Linked DNA regions of Pan troglodytes: region 2 is linked to region 1. Evidence: chromatin contacts called from public Hi-C data. All regions are on one chromosome and are shown on one strand. The core of a region is the stretch at or near the end of the contact, and the rest is flanking DNA. Distances in the headings are between cores, read along the strand shown. Region 1 overlaps FHL5 (four and a half LIM domains 5). Region 2 holds the start of NDUFAF4 (NADH:ubiquinone oxidoreductase complex assembly factor 4).

Region 1 (6,826 bases), core at 2,899-5,398:
TTAAAAACATGCTGGAGCTGGGCATGGTGGCTCACGTCTGTAATCCCAACACTTTGGAAAGTCAAGGTGGGAAGATTGCCTGAGGCCAGGAGTTCAAGACCAGCCTGGGCAACATAGTGACACCCTGTCTGTATTAAAAAAAAAAAAAAAAGTTTAAAAATTAGCCAAGTATGGTGACACGTGCCTGTAGTCCCAGCTACTTGGGTGGCTGAGGCAGGAGGATCACTTGGGCCCAGAAATTCAAGGCTGCAGTGAGCTATGATTGAGCCACTGTACTCCAGCCTGGGTGCAATGAGATCCTATCTCTAAAAAATATACAAAACTTAAAAACTAAAGAAAATAAAATCTTGCTGGAAATAAAATGAATAGGTTTATCTCATTGTTTTGAGAGACAACTGAGTTGGCCAATTTTAGACTGCATTTCTTAAAGACAGACTAAAACAGTAATGATATTTGTGAGAATTATCCTAAAATCATTTATCAGACACAATAATGAAGACTCTTTCAATGCTATAACAATTCAAGAGTGAAACTTCTTTAGTACATCCATGCTGAGCACTGTCTGGGCCAAGTGCTGATGTTTCCCAGGTTATTGGAGCCTGTAACTATATTTAGGATATGATTTGAAGTCATCAAAAATTTACAAAATATTTATATTGGGTAGTAGACAGATTATGACATGCCAGATTATTTTTTGTTTAGTTTTTAAAACCACAAGTCCTTTTCTAAAAAGCTAGATTTGTTTTTGATCAAGATGATCCAATCTAAACAATTTTTTTCAACCCAAACCAAAGACCAAATATTTTCTTAAAAAAAGGAAAAACTACTTGACAACCAGGCCCTCAGAACTTTTAAGCTTTAAAATCCATAGATTTTATTTTGTTAAACTAAGATTTATTTTCTGCCAGAAAGCAAATGATTTTAAACTACAAGTGCTTCAAATTCAAACTCCTCAAGGTTCAAAAGGAGTTAAACGTCTTCTTCGATTTTTCATCTGTCACATAATGAGTGCAAAATCATTATTGCCCCCACTTTTTCACAGAACAAACTTGTTCTAAATCCTAAGATCAATCAGTGGCGAAAACCAAGCTTAGATATTAGACTTTATCTTACCTTCCTACCTCTTCAAAAGGAATATAATCACAAGCAAACTATTTTTAATGTTCCAGAATTTCTTCTCTCTAATTAAACAGTCTTTGGTGTATATATCAAGTTTTATTTTGCTGTGAATACATTTTTTCAAGTTTCAGATCTTTTAAGCATTGCCTGCTAATCATCAGACCAAACAAATCAAAGGAATCATGAATTCTGCTGTGTCTGCTGTAAGGCATTGGAAGTCAGTAGGAGGTATTTTAAATTGCTTTACTTCCATCACAACATTATGCTTCCCATTTACTTATTCAGAATAGTATGCTTTTTTTCCTCTAGGAAAATATCTTTCATATCAAATATCTTTAATTTATAAGATATTTGTTATAAGATTAAAAATACCTTTAGAATAATTTTTTCACAAGTCTATGTAACAGACAAATAACATTTTTGAGTTTGTAAACAACGAGGTGGCTTAAAATAGGCTCTAAGTTTTTACTACCTAGTTAATTTGATACAAAGGTTATAGGAACCACCTCAGATACCCCATTGCTTCAGTCATTATAAAACACTTACAAAAACACATTCCAGTATCTACAGCAATTCTAAGAGCTCATTAGCTGTGAATTCAAAAGGTGATATGGCTTAAAAATAGTTACATGAGAAAAATTGCCCAATATTTATCCATCTGATTCTAAATAAAGATTTCTCAGCCTTTTAAAAAGTAGAATTCATGGATTAAATTGGTTTAGAAAGAAAATATTATCTTATGCAGAACTAATTACATCTCAGGCAAAACACTGCACATCACACCTTAAGGCTCAATGTACAACCAGGGCTTATTCCATTGAGTTCTAATTCCCACAGCACCCCACTGCTAGATACAATATTGGAATTGCTTTCCAACTATTTTTTCCTTTGGTATTTATTCATTCATTCAACAATGATTTTCAACTGCTTATCTGTGTAAGGTAACCTTGACTCAGTATGGCATTAATGGTGATGCACACAGGCTGTGGAATCAGACCATGCAGGTTTGAATCCTAGCTCACTATGGCCATGGCAAGTAACTTAATGACTGTAACCCTCACTAGTTGCTCATCTGAAAAGAGGGAAAGATGATAGTCTGTAGTATGTAGAGGTGTTGAGAATATTCAGAAGAGATCATCCTTAGCACGGTGGTAAGGACTGAAAAAACACTTAAGAAATGGTAGTTGTTATTAGCAAATAATGGTGCTTACCAATTCCATTCAGAATTACTGCTGTTGAATATTCTTGGACCTGGTGTAAAGCATTCAGGAAAAAGAAGAATTCTTTTAAGCATCCCTAAAGTTAGACAGGTAGTTATAAGAACATAGTATAGAAAATAGCTCTAACGGCAGATCTTTAAAAACCAAAATTAAGAAAATTCAGAGAAGTATGAGGAAGTGAAAAAAGAACCTGTGTGGTTTTTCTCCCCCATCTTCCTGAGTCCAATATGGCCCTGCCTCTGTTCTATTTCATTGTAGGAGAAAAACATACAATAATTTTCATTTCTTTCTACTTCTAATTAATTCCTATAGCCTTTGGCTTCTCATATTATTAATTTTTTAATGAGTTTTTGAGGAAAAGAACATCCTAACATAAGGTGAAAATAGAGTAGCCAAAAGCACCAGTTGTGGCATAGAAGACATGAAATGATCTTTTTTTTTTCTTTTTGCTTCCTTTTCTCCCCAGAGATACTAGGATCTCAAAAGAATCATGAAATGATCTGAATTGTAATGACTCCCATGGTCATTGCCTTTTCTGTGGTCTTTGGCAGGTGATAACTTCAGGTGGGATAACATTTTGTGACCAGTTATGGCATAAAGAGTGTTTTCTGTGTAGTGGCTGTAGGAAAGATCTCTGTGAAGAACAGTTCATGTCCAGAGACGACTATCCATTCTGTGTGGACTGCTACAACCATCTTTATGCCAACAAGTGTGTAGCCTGTTCCAAACCCATTAGTGGTGAGTTCTTCAGTTCAATATGATCATGCCATGAGACAGTTATGACTTTATGAAATACTATCTAGTTAATTTAGGAAATGCAATTAAAAAATGGGAAGCTTTCCTTTATATTTCCTTTGGAGATAAACACAAGTGGGTGCATATATATGAGTATAAATATTACATGGATTCCTCAAGGAAAGTACAAGAGTATAATTTGGGTGCCTATACTCTGTGAAGGTAACTACATACTAAACCTAATGGTACTGACTCTAACATTCAAGGAAGGAGGAGAACAGGATGAGCTGAGAGGTTAGCGCAGGCCTTCACAAGGAGATCTGCTTGCAGCCTCATTAAGGTTTGAGTGGGAGGAGAAGAGTACTGATAAATCAAAATCCTGCTTAATTCTAAAATAGGACCAAGCATCCTTTAGTTAGGAAGGTTTTAATTAAATTCCACTATTGTATAGAACATCTGAAGCTGTAATAATTAAGGTAGCATAGGTCAGTAATTAATTAAACTTCATTTTAAGATGCTTCTAACAAATGTATTACTCTCTTTTCTCTATTCACTTGCAATTATGAAGTGTGTTTATGAGTAGATGAAAGAAAACAAGATAGCATTTTACTGAAAAAAAAGTGACATGATTTGAAAATAACGTAATGATAAATCGATGCATGTTAAAGAAGTTTTCAAGGTAAAAAGAAATACATCTTTTCCTCAGAGACACTTTTAAAATGCTAATCCTATAATAAAGGAACTGAAACTAGCATGACACTTGAGAAACTCAGCAGCTATTCTTTCTGGCAATTTACAGTCACTTAATAATGTGTCAGAACTGTATATCTACTTTCTATTCCTAGTATTCTTAGATCATATTTCAATTTTCAGTTGTTCATATACCATAGAATTAAAGATCATTTTATCCCTTTCCTCCTTCTTCATCTTCAAATATGTAGCAAAATTAAAGTTGAGTCTTCATGCACTTTCCAACCAAAAGAAAAAGTTTCACAGCAAACCCCACCTTGGCAGGCTTTCACTGACTTGCAAGGGGAGGGAGGGTGTCACCAGAAAAAAACAGCATGGTCTTATTTGTCTATATGGAGCACCATCTGTGTCAGGATCTCACACTGGCTCACGGGCTACATCTGGCCAGCAGGCTGTTGATGTTTGGCCTCAACATGTTTGGAAATAACTAATGTAAAATCCATCTCTGCAGCTAAAAGTAGAGGAAGAGCCTGCCATTGGGTGAGCAGACTGCTTCCACATTCCCCAGCAGGGTCACCATCATATGGAACTAGTGGCTGTCCAGTTGCATGGGGCATGCCCTCTCTGTCCCTTGCACCCTGTCTGCATCACTCAGCTAGATCACCTCCCTGGCCCTTGCAAGAACTTGCCTTAGCAATCCCACACCACTGGGCTCCAGGGTCCATGCTTTTAATTACCCTGCTCTCCTGCCTTCTACAAATTTGACAATTCCTATAGCCAAGAGATCTCCACTGATTTTAGTTAGAAAATGGGACTTTCAGATATCCAACAATACCTGGAGCTCCAGAATCTCCCAAGTAAAATCTGCAATCACAGTCCATTTATTTTATAACAACACTTTTCTTGAATTGGGACAGAAAAAAAAAGGGGGACTTCAATGACAAAATAAGGAAATTAACAACTCAAAATAAGTTTCAAAATTCTCTGGAGATCCAGATGGCTAATACTGATCTTCAAAAAGCCTACACAAGCCCTGAACTTGAGTTTCAATTCTGGTATATCACAGATTCGTGTGCCTAAGTGATTTTTTTCATAGATTGTTCCAGATCAATCACTGGGCCCAGCTTTTTAAAGTTGAGATGGAAAAACAACGTTGTTCTGCACAAAAACATGAGGATGATCAAAAGCAAATAATCTGACCCAAAAGTAATCTAAATGCAATATTATATATTTAATTTAGACTCATCAGTCCACAGGAAATGTCTAATAACTATTTTAATCTTTTTTTAACTTTGTGATTGAGACACCAGAGGCTGAAATGCCTGCAAAAACTTGCAACTCACTTTAATATTTCTTCATCTCATTGTTAAATATCTATAGGCCCTGAAGTACTGCTTCTTTAAAATTGAGCTATTTGAACTGATGTACCATTGGGAATTCTGATATTGTCACATGTCTTCGGAAAATTGGCATTCATCTGATTATTATGTCACTTTAAAAGCTAGGTATTCTTGGTCAAAGGATACACAATTTCAGTTAAACAGGGGAAATAATTTCAAGATCTATTGTACAACATAGTGACTATAGTTAACAACTACGTATTATATACTTGAAAATTGCTAAGAGAATAGATTTTTAAATGTTCTCACCACACACACAAAAAAGTATATGATAAGGTAATAGATATGTTAATTGCCTTGATTTAGCCATTCCACAATGTATACATATACAAAAACATGTTATATAATATATGTACAATTTTTGTTTGTCAATTAAGATTAATCAATTATTTTTTTAAAAAGCTCTGAGAAATCTACCTATAAATCACCAAGTGTAATTTTTAAAACCCATCACATTGAACTGCTTCATTTGAACAAACTCCAGATAGAGCTACCATATTTTCTCCTCCTTTGAGATAGGATTAACCTCGTAAACTATCAGGGATAAATGAAGCTGCTTGATGCAGTGAAAAGTGCTCTGGACTGAGGAGCAAAAGACTTGGTCCTCCCTGCCCCCACTGCTGTGTCACCATGGGTGACTAACTCACCTCAGGGGTGGGGGGCCTTCATTTGCCTTATTTATAAAACAAGCAGTTGAGCAGGTTGGCTTTCTTCCATCTCTGTTTATTTCAAGGAAAAGGAATTTCAAATGTTGTGGCTTATTCAGAGAGTGATGCTGATGTTCCTGATCATATTCTTTACCAAAGATAAACTCAAACTTAGTTTCATGAGGTTAAAAGCAGAGACTCTAAAGACAGATGGCCCTGGCCTGTGCTTAAATCTTAGATCTGCTGCTTACTAGCTGGGTGACCTGGGGCAAGCGGTTAAACTTCTCATTTCTCAGTTTTTGTCTGCAAAGTGGGGCTGATGCTAATATCTAACCCCATGAAGGTAAGGTGAGGGCTGTATAAGGTAACACACATAAAGGACTTAGAATAGTGATTGGCACACATTCAAGCACTCAACAAATGCCAGCTCTTATTCTACTGACTTGTCAGAAACCTATGAAACCAGATAAAACAGGTGTCGGAGACCTGCTTCATGAATGGCTTTCTTACTGCAAATAACCCTCATGACCTAAGGGAGTAAACATATCCCTTTTGGAACAGTTTACATACATCTCACATGTTGGTTCAGCCCTTTCTTAAAGTTGCCAGATGCTTCTACTTTTTCTTATTTGTAAAATTCTGGAAGAATTGCTTTTATATTTGCCACTTGTACAAGGCTTACTAATAAAATTAAGAAAAACTCATGAGCTTCAAAATGCTAGACATGTAATAATTAGTTTTATGAACAGCATAATTTATGTATATACAGAACATTACTCTTGCAGTCAGCTTATTAATGTTTTGAATAACATTAAGGGAATTAAGTAGTACATAATTAATTTACATTTATTAGGAAGTAATGTTGATAGCATCATAGATAAGCAAGCTATAAATTTAACCAAGGAAAGTAGAGAAATTTGATGCAAATTTCTCTATGACTACTAAATTATATATGAAGACATCAAATAAGTTTGTTAGGATGGAAACAAAAGATCATTATCCTATTTAAGAAGAA
Region 2 (6,826 bases), core at 1,262-3,761, 280 kb after region 1:
CCATGAACTGCCTGAAGGAAAAAAAGGGACACAGAACATAAACAAAAGGCAATTCCAGTTTTCATTATCACTCTCCCTAAGGAATCTAGACTTTTCCTAATGTCCCCATGAAATTTTAATATCACTATATACGTATCTCTTTACGCATTATATGTATAACTGAGTCTTATACATACAAAGCATTAATTTTTTTTTGCTCCCAAGAGTGAATTTTCAGATGCATAATTAAGTAACATGAGAGAAAGAATACTTGGGGAGTATTACTCAACACCTATTTTAAAATGACGTAAGAACACAGACATTAACCCTATACTTTTTTCATGTGAGCATTTGGTGATAACTGAACCCTACAATTACTATGTGCAGCGATTAACAGATCTTGTTTTATTTCTCCTCTGTAGTGAAAATAATATTAATAATTCTATCTGTGCAAATATCCAGAGAGAGAGGGACAGTACCAGAATATTTTAGAATGAAAAAAAAAATCTGGAAGTTGTTGGCACTTCCTTGGCCTTTAATCAAACTTTTACCCCTAACTAGAATCTTCCTGCCCCCAAAAACTCATCTGGTTAACTCCAACTGATCCCTCCTCAGGCCTGAGCATAACTATCACTTCCTCAGAAACCATCCTTGATCCTCCCATTTCAAAGAGGTCCCTCCAATATACTCAGCAGTGCACGTACTTTTCCCATAATTACGGTCACATTGTTGCTCATTTGTTTAATGGCTGTGTCCTTCACAACATCATAGGCCCTGTGAAAATAAGGACTAATTTTGTTCATCACTATATACAAAGCACTTGTGCCCAGGACTTACATAATACAGAATATGGATTTACACATAGGTTCCCATTCCTAATGTATTCTTTGATCCTTCTAATTTTAAATATCCTATCTGAATACATCCTTAAAAAAAAAACAGAACACCCCACAAAATCCAACAACACTACTTACTAAAGGAGTCTCTGAGATTAGAACATACCTCAATCCACAGAAGAATGAGAAAATAATATTAAAGCTCTGCTTTTGTCACTCAAATGACAACCACTGGAAGTAATGCCTTACCAAATCCTACAAATTCTGAAATACTATGAAATAATTCACACAGTTGCTTGTATCAATACTTCCACAAGTTATTTTAGAATTCTGGTAAATATCCAGTGAACCAAGGCATAAGTGTCTTGCTGTCTTACACCACTGTGCTTAAACTTTGCCAAGGCCCGTAGAATGATCACAACACACACTTGCAGAGCACTTTTTTTACGACTTGCCACACTTAATCATTTTCCTGAAGCCCCAAAATAAGTAAATTGTGTATTCACTTAATTAAACATACATTTACCTGCAAGGAAGACACAGGATCTTTGGAATCAACATACACATCTTTTAGAAACGACAGCAGCTTTTCATCTTTACAAGCAATCTCTCCTTTAACTTCTGGATAGACTAAGGAAAGGAAAAAAAGTCACAATATTAAAATCAAGGAAAATTTCCTGTAATATCCTAAACGCTTAACACAAACGCTTTCTTTTCTTTTCTTTTTTGAGTCGGAGTCTCGCTCTGTCGCCCAGACTGGAGTGCAGTCGCGCGATCTCGGCTCCCTGCAACCTCCGCCTCCGGGGTTCGAGAGATTCTCCCACCTCAGCCTCCCGACAAGCTGAGGCTACAGGCGCGCCACCACGCCCGGCTAATTTTTGCATTGTTTGTAGAGACGGGGTTTTGCCATGTTGGCCAGGCTGGTCTCGAACTCCTGACCTCAGGTGATCTGCCCGCCTCGGCCTCCCAAAGTGCTGAGATTACAGGCTTGAGCTACCGCGCCCGGCCTAACCACTTTAATTTTTTTAAAAAATAAACATAATCATTTGGACTGTTAGGAAAATACTTTAGATGGAAATCAAAATTCCAGGTCAGGCTCTGCGTCCATCGTCCAGTGAAGACCCCTAGAGAAAGCTCTGTGACCCTCTCGGATTTTGATTCCCTGTATCAAGTCCGTGACAGCAGCCGGCGAGGGCCTGGTTAGCGGGAGCACTGGCCGCTGCCTCTGGGTCTCGGAAGTAGGCGGGGCCGCCGACCTCACCGCGGGCGCGGAGGACAGTCTCAATGTCACCGGCCTGGCGGCTCCCCCTTCCAACGCTCCGCCAACCCGAGCGGCTGCGGCCGAGCAGGCTGACGCCGATCCCTCGGCCTCCGGACCCACGCTAGGGACAGCCGGGCAGCACAGGGACTCCGCGCCCCCGGGCCCCGAAACGCCCTCGCACCACTCACGACTAATCTGCTCTCGCAGGAGGCTGTTGGTAGAGGGGTGTCTGGGAGCGACAGAGGGCTTCATCTTGCTGATTTCCCGTTCCGCTCGGTTCTCTAGGTTGAAATTCCTGATACCGCGAATCACTAGTGCTCCCATCTCCTCATAACATTATGCGCTCAGGTTCAGGCCGCACGTGGGAACACCGGCGCAGGACAACTCCGGGACACCAAGAGCATGCGCACAAGTCAGGGGAAGCCCCGCCGCGGGCGCTTAAATGCGTGCCCGTCGCCCCCTAGCGCTCGGGAGGCCACACACCGCTTCTCTGCCCAGGGCATTTAAAAGGGAGCCCCTCCCTTCGGGGCGAGTGACTGCTCCCACGGGGGCCGCTTCCGGCGGGAGGTGGCGGGGCTTAAGTCCCCAGACCCACGGTTGCTTTTAACGCTGGAACTCCGAGGGAGTCACCCGGGAAGCTCTGTAAAGTTCTGTGCCGGGCCCTACCCCAGACTTTCTGATTTAATTCTTGTGGAGTGAGGCCCAGCATTGGATAAGACTCCACGTGATTCCAAAGTTTCAGTGAAGAGTTGAAAATCAAAGTCGTAAGGAAGTTGACCTTGAAGTTGTTTCACAGGGCAATGCCACCAAAGAGTTAGCCGATAAAAATGGAACTTACTGAACCAGGGTCAAACTGGGCTCTCAAGTTGCCCTTTCCTGCTTTTGTGAAAGGAAAATAATGAAAGGATGTTCCTTGTCGATGAGTATTTGTTCTCAGCCGCTCTCATTTAAATGCCTCTTATTTTCCTGTCCCCCCGCCTGATGCATTTTCAAGCCACTGTATTCTTTTTCCATTATTTTTTACATCCCGTTCTCATTTGACCTAATGGTATCGATTTTAGTTATACTTTCCCTTATCTTATTTTTGCTACTAATTTACTTCTCCATGCTACTAAATGCTGAGTCATTCCCTCTCCTATTTCTCTTCTCTCTTGCCTTCTTCATTCTTTTTAAGCCTCTGTGTAATTTAATGAAAGGAACAGACAATAAGACGTCAGAAAAAACAAACAAACAAACAAACAAAAAAACGAGTGTTACATTCACCTTCTCCGTCTCTCTCCATTTCCTGAATGGGTTACTGTAGTGCTGCTTTTATTTAAGACCCTTTAGAAATATTGTTATTAATCTAAAATAAAACCCATCAGGAAGGAAGCAGTAGGAAGGAGGTTACAGTATTTCTCTTACTGTGGCTGCAAAATCTATTTTTAGTGTTCTGATCTCTGCTTAGCAAAATGAAGTAGAGTGGATGTTTTTAACCAGCTTAAAGTAAGAAAATATTGATGTAAAGATAATCGAATAGAATAATAATAATAAAACAAGAATCAAAGAACCAAAATGAAGAAAGGGAAAGTTTTTTAAAAAGAAAACTAATATAATCATTAAATATAATGCTTAATCAGAGCAAAAGCACTGCAAGGAAGATGGCTTCAGCCACTCTAATTTAAATGCCCTTTATTTAATTATACTGAACATTTTTACAGGGATTGGTATTTGGAATTTATGGAAGCTGAAATCAGTGATCTCAGATAGCATTAACTGGGAAGTTATCCTGAAGATGGCAGGCTGCTCCAAGATTTCTATCTTTGATACTTTTAAGCATGCTTGTGATTCAGGGCTTTTTAGGCACGGTATTTCTATTTCTACGGGTGCTAAGAAATTTTAATCTGCCTCATTATGTCTATGTGCTTTAATCATGGTAGCAATTCGACTCACTGCCTGTTAAAATATTTTAAAAGTGAAAATCTCATTTTCATAGAAATTCCACCGAACTTCGGGCAGTATGAAAAAGTAATGTTAGAAGTGACTGTCAGGACAGTAGGGATTACAATATGAAATAATTATTTGAATTCACACATTCCAATAGAGCTTGGATTCAACATTGAAAGAGCTTCCAGCATGTGTCAGCTGCTTTGCCTGATCCTGGCCCAGTGCTGCTCAGGCCCTCAAATTGCAAAACAGAAGGCAGATGCACTCCATCAGAAACTCACAATTGGCTGTCACCCTTTGGGAATCATGGAAATAAAACCTGAACCATAAATGCATAATTCCAGCTCTTCTTGTCAAAACATATAAATTAACAGGAACTCTGAACTTAAGAACTCCTATTGGGCTTATGTTAAGGATTGAAGTCAGATCCCCAAGGAAAGTATAACTAGGATGCTGCTTAGAATGAAGCTTCCATCTGAGTGGAGTATTATGATGCATGTGTATGGCTGAATATCTTAAGATACTAATAAACCCAGGGTCTTGACAACAACTAGAATTTAAATTATGAGGACAGAACTTTTGTCTGTTTTGTTCACTGCTGTATCCAACACATTGAACAGAGCTAGTACACAGTAGGTACTAAACAATTATCAAATAAAGGTCAAATGAACTGAAAGACAAGTAGGATCCCTGAGCTGGAGTCCAGACCCCAGACAAGTTCTCTCTGCCTGAACACTAGCCCTGCTTCCAGAAGTGAGTCCTTATGCAAGTAACTTAATGTGGTTGAACACACTTTGCTCATCTTAAAATTGAGATAATAGTAATCACCTAAGGGGTTTTACACAGATTAAAAATATGTGTCTAGTACAATGCCCAGCTCAGAATCTGATGTTCAATATTTGCATTGTTTTTCATTTTTCAGAGGAGAAGGGAGCAGTTTAAAAAAGGACACATATTCTGAAGCTCTGGTGAATAGGTGAATGAAAGTGATAAAAAAAATTTGAGATTACAGTAAGACTCATGTTCTTCAATAATTTAATTTTTAAAAAATAAAAATGCTAAATTTGATTTTTATTTGCTGATTAATGTGCTCAGCACACGTGGTGGCATTGTTAGATTTATTAAGGTTGGAATATGGGTGGGAATCATTAGCTCTGGGGCATAAAATGCCACCTGCCTGTGCCTGACATTGGCCACAGAAATAGTCCCCACTTTGTTTCCCTCTGCCCTTATGTCTTTCTCTCTGCCTAGACTTTTACCATTGGGTACTCCTTCTTTTGAACATAATTCAACAGCATTCTGCGTTCTCCAAAGGATTACAGTAGCTAAACCCAGGTGACAGTTGGCTCAAGGGGCCCAGGACAGCCCTCAGAGGTTTCATCAATCAAATCTCAACCACTAGTGAGGAGCACAACAGATTTATGGAGGAATGACTTATTCTGGCAGAGGTTCTGGTGTTCAGGCAGAGAGAACCTCTCCAGGGCCTGGATTCCAGATTAGAAACCAGAGAATCTGTAGGAGTCCAACTACAGTAATTTACAAGGTTCCCAAGTTTGGCCAATTTCATAGTGATGCAGTGTTTTGGGTCTGTAAAACCTAGAATACTGGGAGCGGGGGGTAGTGCCACAAACTCAAAACCAAAACAAACTAGGCTTTGTGCAGATCCAGTATTCATATTGAGGAACACTGGGTCTCAGATTAGAGATTAGAATGATCAACCAGCAATTATGCCCAGATGCCTGCTTTGTGGTTACTGCACTCATGACTTTTGTCATTGTATTCATTTGTATTCATTTCCTATTGCTGCTAGCAAATTACCGCAAATGGTTTAAAACAAAACAATTTATTATCTTACAGTTCTGGAGGTCAGAAGTCCAAAATGAGTTTTTTAAGGATAAAATCAAGGTGTCAGCAGAGATATATTCCTCCTGGATGCCTTTTTTTTTTTTTTTTTTTTTTTTTTTTTTTAATGGGGAAGGGTTTCTTCTAGAGACTTCCCACATTTCTTGGCAGCCAGCAGTTGCATCACTTCATTGTCACGTTTCCTTCTCTGTGACTTTCCTACCTCCCTCTTTCCATTGTAACACCGTTATGATTACATTGGACCTGCGTGGACAATCCAGGATAATCTCTCCATCTGAAGATCCTTGATTTAGTCACATTTGTAAAGTGCATTTTGCTATGTAAGGTAGCATTTGCAGGTTCGGGGATTAAGAGACATTTTTGGAAGGCTTACTGTTTTGTTCACTACAGTCATCAACTTTAGATGACGGTTTGCTGCACAGATCATCCCATCACCCAGGTATTAAGCCCAGTATCCATTAGCTCTTCTTCCTGATTCTCTCCCTCCTCCCACCCTCCGACCTCCAACAGGCTCCAGTGTTTCTTGTTCCCCCTCCATGTGTGTATGTGTTCTCATCATTTAGCTCCCACTTGTAAGTGAGAACATGCAGTATTTGGTTTTCTGTTCCTGTGTTAGTTTGCTAAAGATAATGGCCTCCAGCTCCATCCATGTCCCTGCAAAAGACATGATCTTGTTCCTTTTTATGGCTTCATAGTATTCCATGGTGTATATGTACCACATTTTATCCAGTCTATCATTGATGGACAGTTAGGTTGATTCCATGTCTTTGCTATTGTGAATAGTGCTGCAATGAACATACATGTGCATATGTCTTTTTATTAATAGTAGAACAATTTATATTCCTTTGAGTATATACCCAGTAATGGGATTGTGGGCTTGGATAGTATTTCTGCCTCTAGGTTTCTGGGGAATTGCCACACTATCTTCCACAATGGTTGAACTAATTTACACTCCCACCAA

Evidence for each region. A called contact is a pair of places that touch in the nucleus more often than the background predicts.
Region 2: a Hi-C map of a lymphoblastoid cell line shows a contact between it and region 1, with 2.7 times the contacts expected there. The contact joins the promoter of NDUFAF4 here to the enhancer-like site in region 1. A contact is called at or near these places in 2 of 7 Hi-C or Micro-C datasets (a lymphoblastoid cell line and stem cell-derived neural progenitor cells) and 1 of 1 datasets of contacts at active chromatin or transcription factors (stem cell-derived excitatory neurons).

Annotation. Positions count from the first base shown.
Region 1 is chr5:108,547,418-108,554,243 of NHGRI_mPanTro3-v2.0_pri, forward strand. It overlaps FHL5 (four and a half LIM domains 5), which reads left to right. Exons shown (of 6, transcript NM_001246370.1): 5 at 2,891-3,077. Among named protein-coding and RNA genes, the nearest start is that of FHL5, 48 kb to the left of the region's middle. Within about 2 kb of position 4,149, at least 1 of the 24 cell types and tissues checked has an H3K27ac peak or open chromatin away from gene starts, as enhancers often do. A contact at or near this core is called in a lymphoblastoid cell line, where this site is marked.
Region 2 is chr5:108,834,031-108,840,856 of NHGRI_mPanTro3-v2.0_pri, forward strand. It overlaps NDUFAF4 (NADH:ubiquinone oxidoreductase complex assembly factor 4), which reads right to left and starts at 2,512. Exons shown (of 3, transcript XM_001135738.6): 1 at 2,265-2,512; 2 at 1,342-1,445. The coding sequence starts at 2,400. It overlaps KLHL32 (kelch like family member 32), which reads left to right and starts at 2,682. Exons shown (of 8, transcript XM_016956028.4): 1 at 2,682-4,755; 2 at 4,925-5,013.